4 separate regions of the Sus scrofa genome follow, and regions 2, 3 and 4 are each linked to region 1. A link is a contact called in public Hi-C and HiChIP or PLAC-seq data. All regions are on one chromosome and are shown on one strand. The core of a region is the stretch at or near the end of the contact, and the rest is flanking DNA. Distances in the headings are between cores, read along the strand shown. Region 1 holds the start of CBFB (core-binding factor subunit beta). Region 2 holds the start of FHOD1 (FH1/FH2 domain-containing protein 1). Region 3 holds the start of TMEM208 (transmembrane protein 208). Region 4 holds the start of EXOC3L1 (exocyst complex component 3-like protein).

Region 1 (3,757 bases), core at 323-2,822:
AATTTTTTTGTTTAAATAATAATCAACCTCTTCTCTTTTTTCTATCCACTTTTTGGATCATTTCCTCCTCATTAGTACCTCCAATAGGGAAAATCAGAAGATGGGAGAAACTAGAACACCTGAATTTTTTTTCCACGTTAGGTTTGGTAGCCATGAAGTACGAAATCTACCACCTAAAATACGGCCTCAGATCAACTGTGAGTTTTGCAAAGCTATGCAATTATTTAGGAATTGCAGGCCTAAACGGGAGTTTTTTTAGCTTTGGAAAAAACCCAATGGTTTCTTTCCGGGTCTCCTGAGGCTTAACATTCGAGGAAGAGAATGACACGTTCTTGAGGACTTTTTTTCCCTCTATTAGGACAACAGATAATTGGATTTACTCTCATTTACTCTCAGCTATCCTGAAAGTGGGACAGCTCCACATACAGATTTACTAAAAATCTAGCGTCTTAGAGACAAACTAACGCCCAAGAACTAGAACCTTGAACGAAGCCCAATTCTTTTTCCGTACGGCTGTTTTCTTCCTACTAATAACACCCTGACCCTTTAAGCAGTGACACAGCCCTTACAGCGGCCTTGCCCTGTTTAGTTGGGCTCCGGTTCGAGTTCCACTCACCGCACGGTGTGTGCGGAGCCGTGTCTGGGAAACAGATTCCGCCCACCGAGGGCCACAGGGAAGCGTCTCCCCGCGAGGACGCGGCCCGCCAGTGTCTGGTTTCGCATTTTGAATCCCGAGTAGGAAGTGAGACGGCGCCCGCTCAGTTCCGGGAGCCGCGGCGTCCGCGGCGCCGCGCGGAACCCGCCTGGGCCCCGGCGGCCCCCGCGCAACAAGTGCCCTGAGCGCGCCTCGCGCCCCGCTCCCCGCGCCCCTGCCCAGCGGACTTACGATTTCCGAGCGGCCGTCGCGGCAGGCGTTCTGGAAGCGCGCCTGGCGCTCCTCGTGGGGCCGGTCCCTGAAGCCCGTGTACTTAATCTGCAAGGCAGAGACGGCCCGAAATCAGGAGCCAAATCCGCGACGCCGCCCGCCCCGCGCGGCGCCGATAAGGGCAAGCAGAGTCTGCGGGCAGACGGCTGCCCGGGCGAGATTGCTCCTCCGCGGGCCGCGCAGCCCAAACTTTTCTCCGCCCGGGCCCACTCGGGGCGCGCCGCGGCCTCCCCGCCGCCCGCCCGCCTGCCTCACCTCACATTCGCGGCTCAGCTTCCTGAAGAACTCCTCGTTCTCGAACTTGCTTCTCTGGTCAGGCACGACACGCGGCATCTTCCCGCCCTGAGGCCGTGCCGGCCGGCCGGGCTCCGGGCTTGCGCGGGCACCCGCTGGCCGGCTACGCGCTGACCGACTGACCGCCCACCCGCGGCGCCCTGACTCTCGCTTCCCTTTGTTTCAGGCGCCCGCCCGCGTGGGCTCCCGCTCCCGGGAGTCTGAGGTGCCGCTGCCCGCTCGAGCCCAACCCACGCCGCTGCACCGCTGCCGCCGCCTCAGCCGTTGCCTACCGCCCGCGCGGTCCCAGCACTCGCCGCCCCCGGCCGCCGCCGCCGCCGCCGCAGCCACTTCCTCTCGCCGCCCACCTCGCTAGCCCTCCCGCTCCGCCCCCGCCGGCCCCACCCCTCCTCCTCGCGCGCCCGCCCGCCCCAAACTCCGGCAAACAAAACGCACCATTCACAACTCCGCGATCCGCGCCGCGCATGCGCCGCCCTCCGGCTGGCGGCGCCCAAGGGCGGCAGTGAAACCGAGCTCCTCCTGCCGCGCGGCCCTCGCCCTCAGGCCCGCCCGCGGGCCACTTTGTGTGGAATCACCCTGTGGGGGTCTGCTCGGTTCTAGGAGACAGGAAGCGGCCTGCGCGAGTCCTTTCTTTCCACTGTCTGGAACTTTTGGGCTCCCCGGCAGCGCGGAGTAGCCCCAGACTGTCACGTGAAGGCGAGGAAACTTAAGTCCTTGCAGACTTTGCGTCTGAAAACCGACCTGGATGGGTGTGGGCTGTGCACATCAAAGGCTAAAGGTGGAAGAGACGAAAGAATCCGAATGAATCCACATCATGGTGGAAAGGTCAGAGCTGTTGAGTCAGAAGGGACTCAAAAGGGATCTCGCTCACCTTCACTGCCTGCGGGCTGGGGCCCTTCCACAGGCACTGGGGCTAAGCCTCAGTGTGCTTGTTTCCAAAACGCAGACACTCACAAGCTCACAGTGTTAGAGTGATAACCTTTGTATAGTTCTAGCACATGATGTGCACTCAATAAATTTACATTTCTAAAGAACAAGCTGAATTATACAATCCAGTGCCAGTCCATATATTTACACAAATGTGCAATCAAATCCTAAAAAACAAGATCCACAAGTTCCAGGGAAGTCATTGAGCGCAAGCTGGAGAGAGTGTGACATGGGATTCATGGCAGAGCTTGACTCGAAGTTGGTCCCCAATAGATTCTATCCTTAAAATCCCAGCTTGTCAAAAACTCAGTCCAAGGATGGTAAACTGGTAAACTGGTGCCGACTATGAATGACAGTAGCTGGCCTTGTTGCAAAGGATTGTAAGGATATATTCAAACTCACAAGAATTAGTGCCAAGGGCATTTGGCAATGTCTGCCAGAATGCAGGGTTTGGCAGAATTTCCCACCACTGTCTGGTCCAATCTCATTTTCATCGATATGGAACTGAGCTAGGTTGATGGAATATCCCGGTTTTAGCAATAAAAGTCCCGTGTCCCAGGAAACCACTCAGTCGCTGGCAAACTGGATTGGTTGGTCACTGTAACTGAAGTCCAGTTAGTGATTGATTACCCAAGGTTAGGGAGGGAGTTTTCAGCAAAGTCAAATGTGTAGGCTGGTGGTTTTAACAAACGTACTCTTTCTGAAAGGCAGACATAGAATCAACTCCTTCCAAGGGCATGCTCTCCAGCCTACACCAAGCTGTGTGAATGCGTGTATTTATACAAACAGAAATTATATACATAAATATGGATGTCACCGACCACTATTGTTGGGCCTCCAGCCATCTCAGAATATTTCTTTCAGGTGTCTTTCAGTTGCAAGTGACAGAAAACCAATTAAAAAAAAAAAAAAAAAAAACCTTGAAACTACAAAGTGTCAGTATTAAGTAAACATATCACAGAGAGGGACTCTTTTATTTCTTCGTTTCTTCTTACTGCTCAAGTCTATTGGAGCCTCTTTGATGGCATTTATTTCCTGGCAAAGGATGGGAGCAGCCACTTCTCCATCTCCCAAGTCTCAATCTCCCAGATTGGTCCAATCTGAGTCACAAACTCTCCCCTCTGCCAAATTATCATGTCTAGACAGATGTGATGATACTGGCCAGTTTATGTCACATGCTCTCTCATCACAGGTTGGGAGCCTGAGATTGGCAGCTTCAGAGAGAAGCCAATGGTTGAAAGAAGAAGAGAGCAGTTTTGGACTTCCTGGGTGGCTCACAAGAAGAAAGCAGTTTTCCCAAAAGGAGGGAGGGAGAGTACACTGAACCATTTGCCTCAGCTACATCTGGCAAAAGGTGCCATTTGAATTTCTCTTTCTAAAAGTTCTGGTGAAACTGAAGAGGGAAACTTCACACCAGCACAAAGTGCAGACAAAACTAGCCTCAAAACGTGCACTTTGTGTTGAGAGGTAAGTAACTGAGGCAGCTCCTACACCAAGTTACAAAGGCAGAACTAAGTCACCCACAAGAAAGAAAAGTTTATCCATCTGTTGCCTCTTCCCTGTCTTCCCAGTTCAGCTAAGAAGACCTTTGGGCACTAAGACAACACTGCC
Region 2 (3,757 bases), core at 564-3,063, 200 kb before region 1:
CCACCCGCCCGCCCAAGCAGACGCACACACGCACTCACCGATCTTAGCCAGGCTGGCCACCAGGATCCACAGGGCTACCAGGTAGGGCGCCTCCACCTCATGCCACTGCCAGCGGAAGAGCGCCAATCCCGGGGGAGGCTCACCCGGCGACCCCAGCTCCAGGGTGGGCTCTTCGGTTGTTCCCGCCCCCGCCAGGGGCAGCCCGAGCAGCGGCAGTGCGACGCGCAACATCCTGCCGCCAACCTAGCACCCCTCCCGGCGCCCCACGGCCGCCGGCCTCGCGTCGCCGCCACCGCCTACCGACCGCCCCCGCGTCACGAGCACGTGGGGCCCGCTGCCCCCAATCCTAGTTCCGATTCCCCCAAGCCAGGTCCGGACTCGGAGCCCCTGCCCTGAGCGTCGGCAGTCTGGACCCTTGCTCCTCCGCTCTAAATCTGTCTCGGCTCTGGAAATTCCCCGGCGCAGCCTTCCCCTAAGTCCTGCAACCTATTCCATCGAGTCCGCTCCCCCAAACCTTCTCTAAACCTCCCCCGACCCGGATTCAGAGCCGTGAGCGGCCACAGTCCTCTAGGGACACCGTTGCGTAGAACTGGCCGGAGGCGAGGGTGACGGGGTCTGCCAGGGACCGGGGTCCAGGCGGGAGGAATGCGGCACTGCCACTGGAGTGCCCGCCGGCTGTAAGCAGCCGACCCTGGGTAATGAGGCCGCGGGCCCCGGCATGCCCCGTGCAGACTGCAGGGGGCAGTGCGCCACCGACTTCCGCGCAGCCCTCAGAAGCTTGAGACCCTTCGCGCCCCCGCCCGCACCAGAGCTGCGCACGCGCACTGGGCTCTAATAGAAAGCCGAGAGGGACAACTGTCCCCGCCGTCCCCAGAAACCCCAAGGCCCAGATTGGGCCCATCCCATTCCAAGCTAAGAAAGAGGTTGTTTCTCTTCATTTACCAAACCGAGGGGCACTCGGCCTCCCTTTCCTTTAGAATACAGTGAACTCGTCTCACTTTTTCCATGAGACTCAATGAAGCAAACGTTATCTTTTAGGGGATCTTCCCTAAACTGTGGAAACCGCACCCTATCGATTCCCTTCAAACTAAGAGGGACCTACCCACCTTTTCCCCCAAATCTGAAGGGCCTTTCAGCTTATCTCTCCCCAAATAGAAAAGGGCCGATTCCACTTTTCTTTGCAGCTGAAGGGCAACCCACCCAGTTCTTCCCTCAAATTGAGTGTAATAAGTTCACCTCCCCGCAGAACTTGTCATCCCATCCTTTTCCCAGAGTGAGGGGCACGTCCTTCTTCTTCCTCCAATTAAAGGTAAATGATCCCACCTTTTCCTTCGAATTGAGTGTAATCTATTTTCACTCCTTGCTCCAAGCTGAAAGAGACCCATTCCCTTGCTTTCCCCAAATAAGGGGAGCCCATCCACTTCATCCATCCCTCAATTGAAGGAATCAGGAGCATCTCGTCCTTACACCGAGAGGAACCTGGCTACCCATGGTCTTAAGAAACTTCCAACCCACCTTGCCCTAAGAAACCCCAAGAGAGCGCAGTTTCACGGCCCCCAAGCCCAAAGAGCTTCCCAGATTCTGCGCGCTCTCGAAAGGGGTGTGCGCGAGCTCGAATTTTCCTGCCGGACTAGCCAATGAACCAACAGGACTATCATGCCCTCTGAATTTCTTGGCTGCAAGCTCCGCCACCAGCGGTGCTTGCTTCCACCTCGCGCGCTGGGAGACTACTATTGGCCCCACCCCCTTCTTCGGGCCCGCCTCCGTATGGCTCCGCCCCTCTCCCCCAGCGTCGGGTCTGGCCCCGCCCAGACAGCAGAACTAGTTGAGTAGACGCCGCGGCTGGGCCGGGACCCGCCCAGAGGTGCGCGGCTCGAGCCAGGGTCTGAGCCATGGCCGGCGAGGAGGACCGCGGGGACGGGGAGCCGGTATCAGTGGTGACCGTGCGGGTACAGTACCTAGAAGACACCGACCCTTTCGCATGTGCCAATTTCCCGGAGCCGCGCCGGGCCCCCACCTGCAGCCTGGACGGGGCGCTGCCCCTGGGCGCGCAGATACCCGCGCTGCACCGCCTGCTGGGGGCGCCGCTCAAGGTGAGGGGAGCGGGAGAAAAGCTGGGGGCCACCAAGGGTTCAGGGTTGGCGCCGTGAAAGCCTTTGGGTGCTCTACCAGGAAAGTTTTGGGTTAGGTACCCAAGGTCTACGTTGCCTGGCTTGGGGGGCCGCTTCTCAAATTGAAGGAAGCTGAAGAAGGGAGGTGGTTGTGCGCGCCACGCAAGCTGTCCCTTGAAAATGAGGCCCACCTGGGGGAGGCGCTCGGGTTTCGCTCGCTGCCTTTTTGCCTGATTAACTGCTCTGGATAGGGTGGCGGTAGGTGTTTGGGTGGTAGCGGACCTAGGAGGCGGAGCTGAGGACCGGCTAGCTTTCATCTGCTTCAGGTGAGGTGGAAGCGGGACCACGAGGAGGGGCGGACCGGGGGCGGGCCACTGGAGGTGTCTAGAGGCTGGATTGGGTCCTGCTGGGCTGAGTGTTGTCCCTGCAGGTGGAAGTTCGGCTTGGGAGTGCGGCGGCGAAGAGACTTCACGGGGTGAGGGGGAGTCCCCGGGAAGCAGCCTGACCCGGGACACTGGCGGGAGGCTGCACTGGTGGAAAAGTCCTTTGAGTCACCGCCCCCACCATCCCGTGCAGCTGCCGGCAGCCGCCGGGGGCTGGAAGGGAGGGAGCAGGCCGGGCTAATTTTAAACTGCCGGCCTGCTCTAGTTTGCCTGCGCCCCAGAGCCGACTCGTGCACAGTGCCGGGAAAGGCCCATTTCCAGATGGCCGGCCCTACCTCCCCTTCTGCTAGCCGCGCAGCCCCCCGCAGGCGGCCTTTTCCGGTGCACTTGGTTTCCGGGCCAGAACTCTGCTAGGCGCACTACTACTCCTCGCAGTGTCCCACCAGCCATTCCGCACCAAATGATGAGGAAGAGAGGAGAGAGTTGATGGGGGTGCCCTCCGCTGCTCCCAGGCTTAGCTGGACGCCGAGTTGCGTAAACTTGCCCCCCGGGCCCAGGGTCTCCCCTGGAATGTGCCCCAGGCGCCGGGCCCCCAGCTTGCATTCCTAGCGCTGCGGGGCAGCCCCGCCTCCAAGCGCAGGCGGGAGAGGTGCTGAGACTATTGGCCTGGGGAGTGGCGCGTGTCTGAGCAGAGCCAGGGCTTTGAAGACAAGGACTGAAGAGTGTAGCATGTTGCCCTCTCCAGAGTTTTGATGCCACTCCTCCTTGTCTTGCCCTGTTCAAAGGAGCAAACTGAAATGGGCCTGAAAGAAGCACCTCCAGCCAGAGGCCACCTCCCTTTCAAGATGGGCGCAGGGGAGAGAAGGGTACTGAACTGAGGCCAGGTTCTTGTTTCCAGGCTCCCAGAACTCCTAGTACTGAAATAAGCCTGGAGCACAACAGAGAACAGAGTATTCCTCCCACTCCAACTCTAGGACAGGACTTAGCCATAACACCCCTTTTCCCAATTAGGGGCAAGTTTGGGAGGTCAGCTATAGGAGAGAGGCTCAGAATTACCCTCACCCCTCCCCCTCATTTAGGAGCACACCACCACCACCCCCTCACCAGGTGCTCTGCCTTCTGTTCTCTGCTCCCTTGCTGAAAGCAAGGATAATGTGTTACATACTCCCTAGCTTGGTCCTTCCTGGTCTCCCCACTTTCAGGATCTCCCACCTGTGTACCTGAGAACTGCCAAATCCCGCACAGGCAGAATTTGGAGGCTAG
Region 3 (3,757 bases), core at 795-3,294, 180 kb before region 1:
CCCAGGCCCAAAACGAGGCAGATGAGTAGAAGATGACCAGGGTCACAAGACAGTAAATGGCCTGTAGGCAGACACAGGACCAGGCTGGGATCAAAAGCTTACTAAACCATTGGCTTACCCTCAACTCTAACCAAGATTTAAGGCCAGGCTATGAAAGGAGGACAAGCTTCTCACAGCGTTGAGGGGAGAGGTCAGCTCCCCGAGTACCCAGACTCCCCTCTGACCCATCGGCCTATAAAAGAAGGCCCTGTGTACTTAGGAGGGGAAGAGTCTCCATCTGAGACCCACACCCTCGTTTTTTTTTGTTCTGACTATTCAGCTCTTTTTTCTTTTCTTTTTATGGCTACACCTGAGGCATATGGAAGTTTCTGGGCTAGAGGTCAAGTCAGAGTTGCAGCTGCCATCCTACGCCACAGCCACAGCAACCTCAGGTGAGAGCTGCATCTGTGACATACACCACAGCTTGCGGCAATGCCAGATCCTTAACCCACTGAGTGAGGCCAGGGATCAAACCCTCATCCTGACGGACACTACATCAGGTTCTTAACCCGTTGAGCCAGAATGGGAACTCCAATGTTTATTCCTTATTTTTCTTTTGCCTGTACCCATGCCACAGCTGTAACGAGAGCAAGAGCAGTGACAACGCCAGATCCTTAACTCACTGAGCCAACAGGGAACTCTTTTTTTTGGCCACACCTGAGGTGTGTGGAAGTTCCCAGGCAAGGGACTGAACCCACACCACAGCAATGACCCAAGCTGCTGCAGTGACAATGCCAAATCCTTAACCCAAGGCACCAAAAGAGAACTCCCCAATTTTTTTATCTGAGCCGCACCTGGGGCATACAGAAGTTCCCAGGCAAGGGGTTGAATCAGAGCTGTAGCTGCTGGCCTGCACCACCACCACAGCCATGTGGGATCTGAGCCACATCTGCAACCTATACGACAGCTCACAGCAGTGCCAGATCCTTAAACCACTGAGTGAGGCCAGGGATAGAACCTGCATCTTTCATGGATCTTAGTTGGGTTCATTAACCGCTAAGCCACAAAAAGAACTCCCTCATTTAATTTCAATTGGAGTTTTCTTTTCAGGCTTTGGCTGTCACATACCACCACCACTCCACCCCACCAAACAGAGCTGAAGACTGCGGGACCCTGGGTGGGCACATTAGCAAGGAAGCAAGCACTTACGTTGGCCCCCAGTATGATCCGCAGATAGAACTTCAGGGTCTCTTTGTTCTCCTCAAATATCTGCTTCTTCCCTCTCGTGCCCACTTTGCCCTTAGGCTGCAGAGAGATGGTGAGATGCTGTCAGAACCCTCGTCAGCCAGGGTCTTCTCTACTTTCCCACCATTCTGGTTAGCTACAGAGTTCCATCTGTACCTCATCTGACATCCCCATGGTGCTCAAATCTATTACAATCCTTGGAATGTCCACCTCTCCAAACTGTCCTGCTTAGAGCTGACACCATCTTCCCTGCACACGCAGCAATGACTACCTCCTGCTCCGGATGGGAACAATCCAATACTAGGACAGTATCTCCTGGATCCTCTGATAACTCAGTTGTGAGCGGACAAACCCTTTAGAAGGGACTCCTCTGAGTGGGCTTGAATGGTGCCCCTCTTGGGCCTCTGCAGGAGTAGACCAGATCTGAGCTGACGCGGCGTAGGCCTCTCAAACCTCTAGCTAGTCCTGATACTGTCTGGTACGGAAGCCTAGCCCACTCGGGCAAGACTTCTGGTAAGGTCCTTCGCCTCTCCACTGCCCACCTCGATCTGGTACGGCCCAGCCACTGGATGGCGCCCCTCTCTGGCCGACCCACGTCCCTTGCGGTCCTCCTTCTGTTTTCAGTCTCTTGGCCCCGGGACCGCTTTGCCATGACGACTCCGCCCCACCCGCCCTCCTTACCGCCATGGTGCGACGCAAATACCCAGGCTGGGAAAGAAGGGAGAACGACAGAAACCGCAGTCACTGGATAACACATCGGCAGCAAGGCACTTCCGGTGCAGACCCAAATCGTCAGCAACTGGGACGGAAATGGGACGTCCACTTCCTTCCCAAGCTCCGCCCAGCAGAGTCGGCCGGACTACACTTCCCAGAAAGCATTGCGCGGGGGCGGAGGCGGCAGGGATGCGATGGCGGAGTCGCTGCCCCTGGAGGTGAGAGGAGGCCGCCCTCTGGCCTAGCTCGGGACAGACCCCGCCCTCGGGGTCCCAGGCTGTGGGGAGGGCTGTCAGATAGCTCGCCTGGCCCCGCCCGTCTGGCGGAAACGACCCGATCGGGAGCTCCTAGGACCAGCAGGCTATGGGTAATGGCCCCGCCTTTGGGCCACTCCGTCCGCTTACCTTGAGGGACCATCCTCTCCGTCCCCATCGGCCCCAGGAGATTGTTGCTCTTTCACCTCAACGAGGACAGGGCCTCTGCCTACCCCCCATCTCTTGCGATGGCCGCCCCTCCCCCTCAATTCTGGAAGATATCGGCTCCATCCCATCATCCCCAAGGGTAACCCTATCTTGTCCCCATTGGCCCTTGGAATGGTCTCTCCATTCCCTCCTCCCAGAGAGACGCCGCCCCCGCCCCCGCCCCCCTCACCTGGCGGTGGGCAACTGACTGCCCCTTCCCATCAACTTCAGGCATGGTCTCTGAGTTCCTTCCCTGGGGAGAGGCCTGCCCCCGGACTCCTTCTGCCCATAGTGATGGCCATCCGTACCCCCTTCACCCCATAGGATGTTTTCTCTTTCCTTAGCCGGGAGCAAGACCACTCTGCTGCCATTGTCCGTAGAGAGGTAACAGATTTTGTCCCCAGTGGTCTCTTTCGGTGGCCTCTCCATCCTTTTTGCTCTGAGACTTGGCAGCCCCCTCCCACAGCCCAAGGGAGACATGCCACCCTTTCCCCACTGGTCCTTAGAATGGTGCTCCTTCCCCTTAGCAAAAACAAGACAGCTCCAACCCCAGTGAGCCCCCTGCCATGGGATCCTTTCCTCCTTCTGCCCCAGAGGATATCTATTCCATCCCCAAAGATCTCAGAGATGACCAGTCATATCTCTAGTAGTTCCTTGGGATGGGGTTCATAGCATGACCACTCCTCCCTATCGTTGCCTCTTTTGGTCCCTCTGGAAAGGCCTCCTCCCTTCTCAGCTCAAAGAATCATGCTTCCTCCCCTCAGTGAGGCCAGCTTTATTGCCTTCCCTTTGCTCCTTGGGTTGGTTGCTGAGCCCCAGAAGGCAGGATGGCCACTATCTTACCTCAACTGAGACAGGTTTTCCTACCTTCCCCTGGGAACAGGGGTTTGATCAGTCCCAGTCCCCATCAGTGATCTCTTCCCCAGGCTCAGCTTCCCTGGCCCAGAGGCTGTTCTCCCAGTAATGATCTGCTTTATATTCCCACCCCTTCCTTGAGCAAACCTTTGGTGAATATCAAGGTAAAAGACCATCCATCCTTACTTCATTCAATCCGTAAGTGTTGGCTGAGTACCTTCTGTGTACTGGGGATCAGAAAAGGGAAGAAGAGATCAGAATGCGCTGGTGAGGTCAGGCTTAAGGAAGAACATTCCAGGGAAAAGATCCACATAGGCAAAAGGAAATAAGGAAGTAGACAGGCTGTGTTTGTAGGTTAGTGAGGAGACTGGGTTGGGGAAGCTCTTGGACAAGAGGTCCAGTCAGGCCTGGAGGCCTGGCCGCACTGGCCCAGGAGAAGAGATTTTGTTTTGAGGGTACTAGGGAACGCTGAAGGTTTTCATCAGGAGTGCACTGAAACTGAA
Region 4 (3,757 bases), core at 823-3,322, 150 kb before region 1:
TCGGGGGTTCCCGCTACCGGCCTAGGCCTGGTCCACTATCCCCCCTGTCGCCCCTTGGCCCGGGCCGCACCAGCTTGAGGTCAAGCACGCCGTCCTTGGCTTCCTGCAGAAGCGACACGAACTTGGTAGTGAGAAGTCCCAAGCTCTTCTCGTGCCGGCTTGGGGTGCCTGGGGGCGGCGGCGCCTGTGGCCCGGCCTCCGCCATCGCGCCCGCCCGCCGCCTCCCCTCAGCCAGGCCAGGCCAGGCCGGCGCCGCCGCCACTTCCGCTTCCGTTCCTGGCCGCCCGGCCGCCGGCGCCAGCGTCGCTGTTTCCGCTTCCGCCCCGCGCCCTCCCAGGGAATCCCACACAATTCCTCTATGCGGAAACGGCCGAAAAATTTCGGGGACCATCAACAAATATCCAACCGCCGAAGAGGACGAAAATCAGCCCGGGATCCTGGGAGACAAACCTCCCAGGATGTGGAGTCTTGAAGAAGGATATGGAGGAAGTCGTTGGGCAGCCCTGGCAGTAGAGACGAGGGAGTCACCAGAACCTTCCTAGCTAGCCAACCTGCTCCTGCTCTCCTAATTTAGCCTCAACCCCCATCTCAGGAAAGGAGCCCATGATGCCTGATGAACCCAATGTGTTTTCCCAAACCTGCTCCTAATGGCTGCCGCACTGTCTTGGATCACCCACCCTATTCCTGTGCTTCACGTCCTGCCAAAGAGCAAACACTAAATACATCTAACTTGTCCACTTGTCTCCATCACCACTCTTTCCCTGAACCCAGCCTCAACTTTCTCTCATCTCCACATTGCAGTGCTTGGATGCCATGGAATTATAACCATTTTTCAACGAAGGCAAACATGTTTACCTATGTGTAAATATACGTAAAGTATTTAGTTCCTGGCATGTGGACAAATTATGTTTGCTAGTATCAATTTGTTTTTGTTTTTGTTTTTCAGCTGTGCCTGTGGCATATGGAAGTTCTCAGGACTAGGGGTTGAATCTGAGCCACAGCTGCCAGCCTACACCACAGCCACAGCAATACCAGATCCTTAACCCACTGAGCAAGGCCAGGGATTGAACCTGCATCCTTGCGGACACTATGTCAAGTTCTTAACCCACTGAGCCACAAGGGGAACTCCTCAATTTGTTATTTATTGATTTGGCCACGCCCATGCCATGCAGAAGTTCTAGGGCCAGGGCTCTAACCCATGCACAGCAGTGACAACCACAACAGTGACAGGGCCAGATCTTTAACCCACTGAGCTGCTAGGGAATTCCTCACTGTGTTATTTTTAACACTGTCATTGTTTATTTTAGGTCAAGTACTTCTGGAAATAGCCTTTGAGAAAGGGATCTGCCTGCAGGAAGTTTGAGTATCCACACCTGTAATGGAGAAAGACAGGCAGAATCGGGCTGAGAGGAGAATTAAAGTGCAATATAGCTAGAATAGGAGACTCGGCCTATCCTAATAGGAGATCTGAAACTGGGGTGAGCTTTCTAAAGCGTTCCAAGGCAAAGTACTCAGCCTTTATACCCTAACACTGATGGAGAGACTCAGCTGTGAGACCTCCGCAGCCTACCTTCCTGACAACTAGGTGAACAAGTCTCTGTCCTGAAGGGTGGATTTGGGTGGCAGCCAGTGTCCACTACATTGTTACTACCTAGTAGTCCCTTCCACGGCTCCCTTTAACTCTCAAGACAAACACAGGTTTTCTAACTCTTCCACCCCTCTCCGCTACCACCCCTCACACACCTTCCTCACGACAGCCTGTGGTCTCTTGCTTCTCTGCAGAGGTACACACCTGCCTCTGAAGGGCCCATCGAAGCGATTTTCACACAGTGACGTCGTTCAACTTTGCAAAGCTTGCGCTCCATGCAAGCTGGGGCCATCTAGTTCACGTCTGTGTGCTGAGCACTAAGAGGTCTTAGGCTGCTCAAAACTCAGTAATCACAGGCGTACACCCCCCTCCCCCCAAGGAAGTGGCGCCCAGCCCTCCCCACCCCGTCCCACAATGCAGATGCTCTTTCCTGTTGGGAATAAAGTACCAGAGACTCAGCTTCCTTCCTTTCTGCATGTGGCCTTGGGGAGGGCGGGACCTTGGAGGGTGGAGGCAGCTCCTGGGCAGGGAGGTGGGACAGAGGCTTCCTTGGGGAGAGGAATTTTCCTGCTGCTTGCCAAGGTGTGGGCCTCGGGAGCCAGTGGAGGGAGTACCCAGTTCTGCCCAGAGGGCTGGGGGAGAGGGCCAGCCTCAAGGCTAAGGCTATTTGTGGGGGAGGGAGAACTGGACGCCTGGTCAAGGCTAGAGAGTCCCGTATCAAACTGTCCTCTGCAACTGAGAGTGCGAGCGGAGCGGTGTCCAGTGACGGCCTGTGCCTACCCGGCTTCACTTGGCATCTGAGGGGCAAAACTGAGAAACCCAGCAGGCGAAGGCGTCTCAGGTGCCTCCTCATCACATCCACCTCCCTCGCATCTCCTGAAGCGCTTCCTTAGGAAGGCCTCCTCCTGCTCAGAGGGACCTTGACAGAGGCTGCAGCTCAGAGGAGCACCCACTCTGCCTGTGCTAACCTGGACCACCTCACCCCCACTCCTGCCTCTGCTCCAGCTTCTCCAGGGCCAGCCATGGACTCAGCAGCCAACAACAAAATGCAGCCTGCATTTCCCCCGGGTAGGAGCCCTTCTGGGTGGGCTGAGGGAGGGATGGCCTCAAGAAAGATGGGGGTGGTGGGGTTGAGTCTTCCCTGCCAGGTCTGGTCGGAGAGCAGGGGAGAGGTGGGGGGGGATGGGCTCTGGGGGAACAGGCTGAGTAGGGGAGCAGATTCGGTGGCAGCCGCTTCCTGTAGGCCCTGCCCAAAAGATGCGGCTGCCCAGGCTCTTCCTGCCTAGGACCTGAGTGGCCGGAGCAGGAGAGGGCGGAGCAGCTGGCCCGGGGTGCAGCACTCAAGTGGGCCTCAGGTGTCTTCTACCGGCCGGAACAGCTGGCCAGGCTGGGCCAGTACCGCAGCCGCGAGGTGCAGCGGACCTGTTCTCTGGAAGCACGCATCAAGGTGGGCCTCAGGCAGGCAGGAGGCAGGAGTGCTGGGGGCGGGCTGTGGGACTGGCCAGGCCTCACTGGTGGCCTCTCTCCCCCAGTCGGTGGTGCAGTCCTACCTGGAGGGTGTGAAGACTGGTGTGTGGCAGCTGGCCCGGGCTCTTGAAGCCGTGCAGGGAGCCCGTGAGGCCTTGGGCCAGGCCCGTGGATTGCTCCGGGATATGGCCGAGGCTGCAAAGACCCTAGAACCCCTTCAGAGGCAGGTTGTCCAGCACAAGCAACTGCAGGCCATGTCTCAGCTGCTGCCCCGGCTGCGAGCTGGTGAGTGTGCAAGGCCCTGGGCCTCAGCCCTCCAAGAGCTAGTCAACAAACACCACCACTGATCAAGGGGCTGGGGCAGCGGTGGGAGACCGCGTGGAGGGACACACCGGGGACCTCCCAGACAGTAGCTCGGGCTTTAAATGGCATATGAAGCAGGGTGCACATTAGCTCATGCTGGGGTGCCCAAGCATGGAAAGTCGGAGTCAGGACTGACACCCAGTCAAGTGGCTCTAGCCACCTTGGCTGTTAATTTATTGAAATATTTCTTAAACAGGGTAGATGAATAGCCACTGGCATGGCCCCTGAGTTCCTCCCAGCCTTCCCTCCAGGCCCCCCGACTTCCTTATGTTCCATCAGCTCAAGGGTTTAAGCCTGGCTCACCATGCAGCCCTTCCTGGGTCCTGTGAGATTGGCCAT

The links. Hi-C and Micro-C count contacts between places; a contact is called where the count stands out from the background. HiChIP or PLAC-seq counts read pairs in DNA pulled down with a chosen protein or histone mark.
Region 2: a contact with region 1 is called in an H3K27ac HiChIP or PLAC-seq map of skeletal muscle. The contact joins the promoter of FHOD1 here to the promoter of CBFB in region 1. A contact is called at or near these places in 2 of 5 promoter capture datasets (fetal liver and liver), 5 of 47 Hi-C or Micro-C datasets (embryonic fibroblasts, heart right ventricle, liver and 2 more) and 2 of 2 datasets of contacts at active chromatin or transcription factors (alveolar macrophages and skeletal muscle).
Region 3: a Hi-C map of mesenteric adipose tissue shows a contact between it and region 1, with 2.3 times the contacts expected there. The contact joins the promoter of TMEM208 here to the promoter of CBFB in region 1. A contact is called at or near these places in 1 of 47 Hi-C or Micro-C datasets (mesenteric adipose tissue) and 1 of 2 datasets of contacts at active chromatin or transcription factors (alveolar macrophages).
Region 4: a contact with region 1 is called in an H3K27ac HiChIP or PLAC-seq map of alveolar macrophages. The contact joins the promoter of EXOC3L1 here to the promoter of CBFB in region 1. A contact is called at or near these places in 1 of 5 promoter capture datasets (liver), 1 of 47 Hi-C or Micro-C datasets (embryonic fibroblasts) and 2 of 2 datasets of contacts at active chromatin or transcription factors (alveolar macrophages and skeletal muscle).

The regions. Positions count from the first base shown.
Region 1 is chr6:27,682,135-27,685,891 of Sscrofa11.1, reverse strand. CBFB (core-binding factor subunit beta) reads right to left here and starts at 1,572. Exons shown (of 6, transcript XM_021094056.1): 1 at 1,181-1,572; 2 at 887-973. The coding sequence starts at 1,258.
Region 2 is chr6:27,881,133-27,884,889 of Sscrofa11.1, reverse strand. It overlaps FHOD1 (FH1/FH2 domain-containing protein 1), which reads left to right and starts at 1,813. Exons shown (of 24, transcript XM_021094071.1): 1 at 1,813-2,093. The coding sequence starts at 1,893. It overlaps SLC9A5 (sodium/hydrogen exchanger 5), which reads right to left and starts at 1,727. Exons shown (of 15, transcript XR_002344560.1): 1 at 39-1,727.
Region 3 is chr6:27,862,624-27,866,380 of Sscrofa11.1, reverse strand. TMEM208 (transmembrane protein 208) reads right to left here and starts at 2,044. Exons shown (of 5, transcript XM_005664411.3): 1 at 1,906-2,044; 2 at 1,189-1,284. The coding sequence starts at 1,911. It overlaps LRRC29 (leucine-rich repeat-containing protein 29), which reads left to right and starts at 1,910. Exons shown (of 7, transcript XM_013998260.2): 1 at 1,910-2,156. The coding sequence starts at 1,910.
Region 4 is chr6:27,830,868-27,834,624 of Sscrofa11.1, reverse strand. It overlaps EXOC3L1 (exocyst complex component 3-like protein), which reads left to right and starts at 2,072. Exons shown (of 14, transcript XM_003126935.4): 1 at 2,072-2,170; 2 at 2,471-2,656; 3 at 2,832-3,035; 4 at 3,121-3,340. The coding sequence starts at 3,241. It overlaps E2F4 (transcription factor E2F4), which reads right to left and starts at 269. Exons shown (of 10, transcript XM_003126933.6): 1 at 71-269. The coding sequence starts at 205.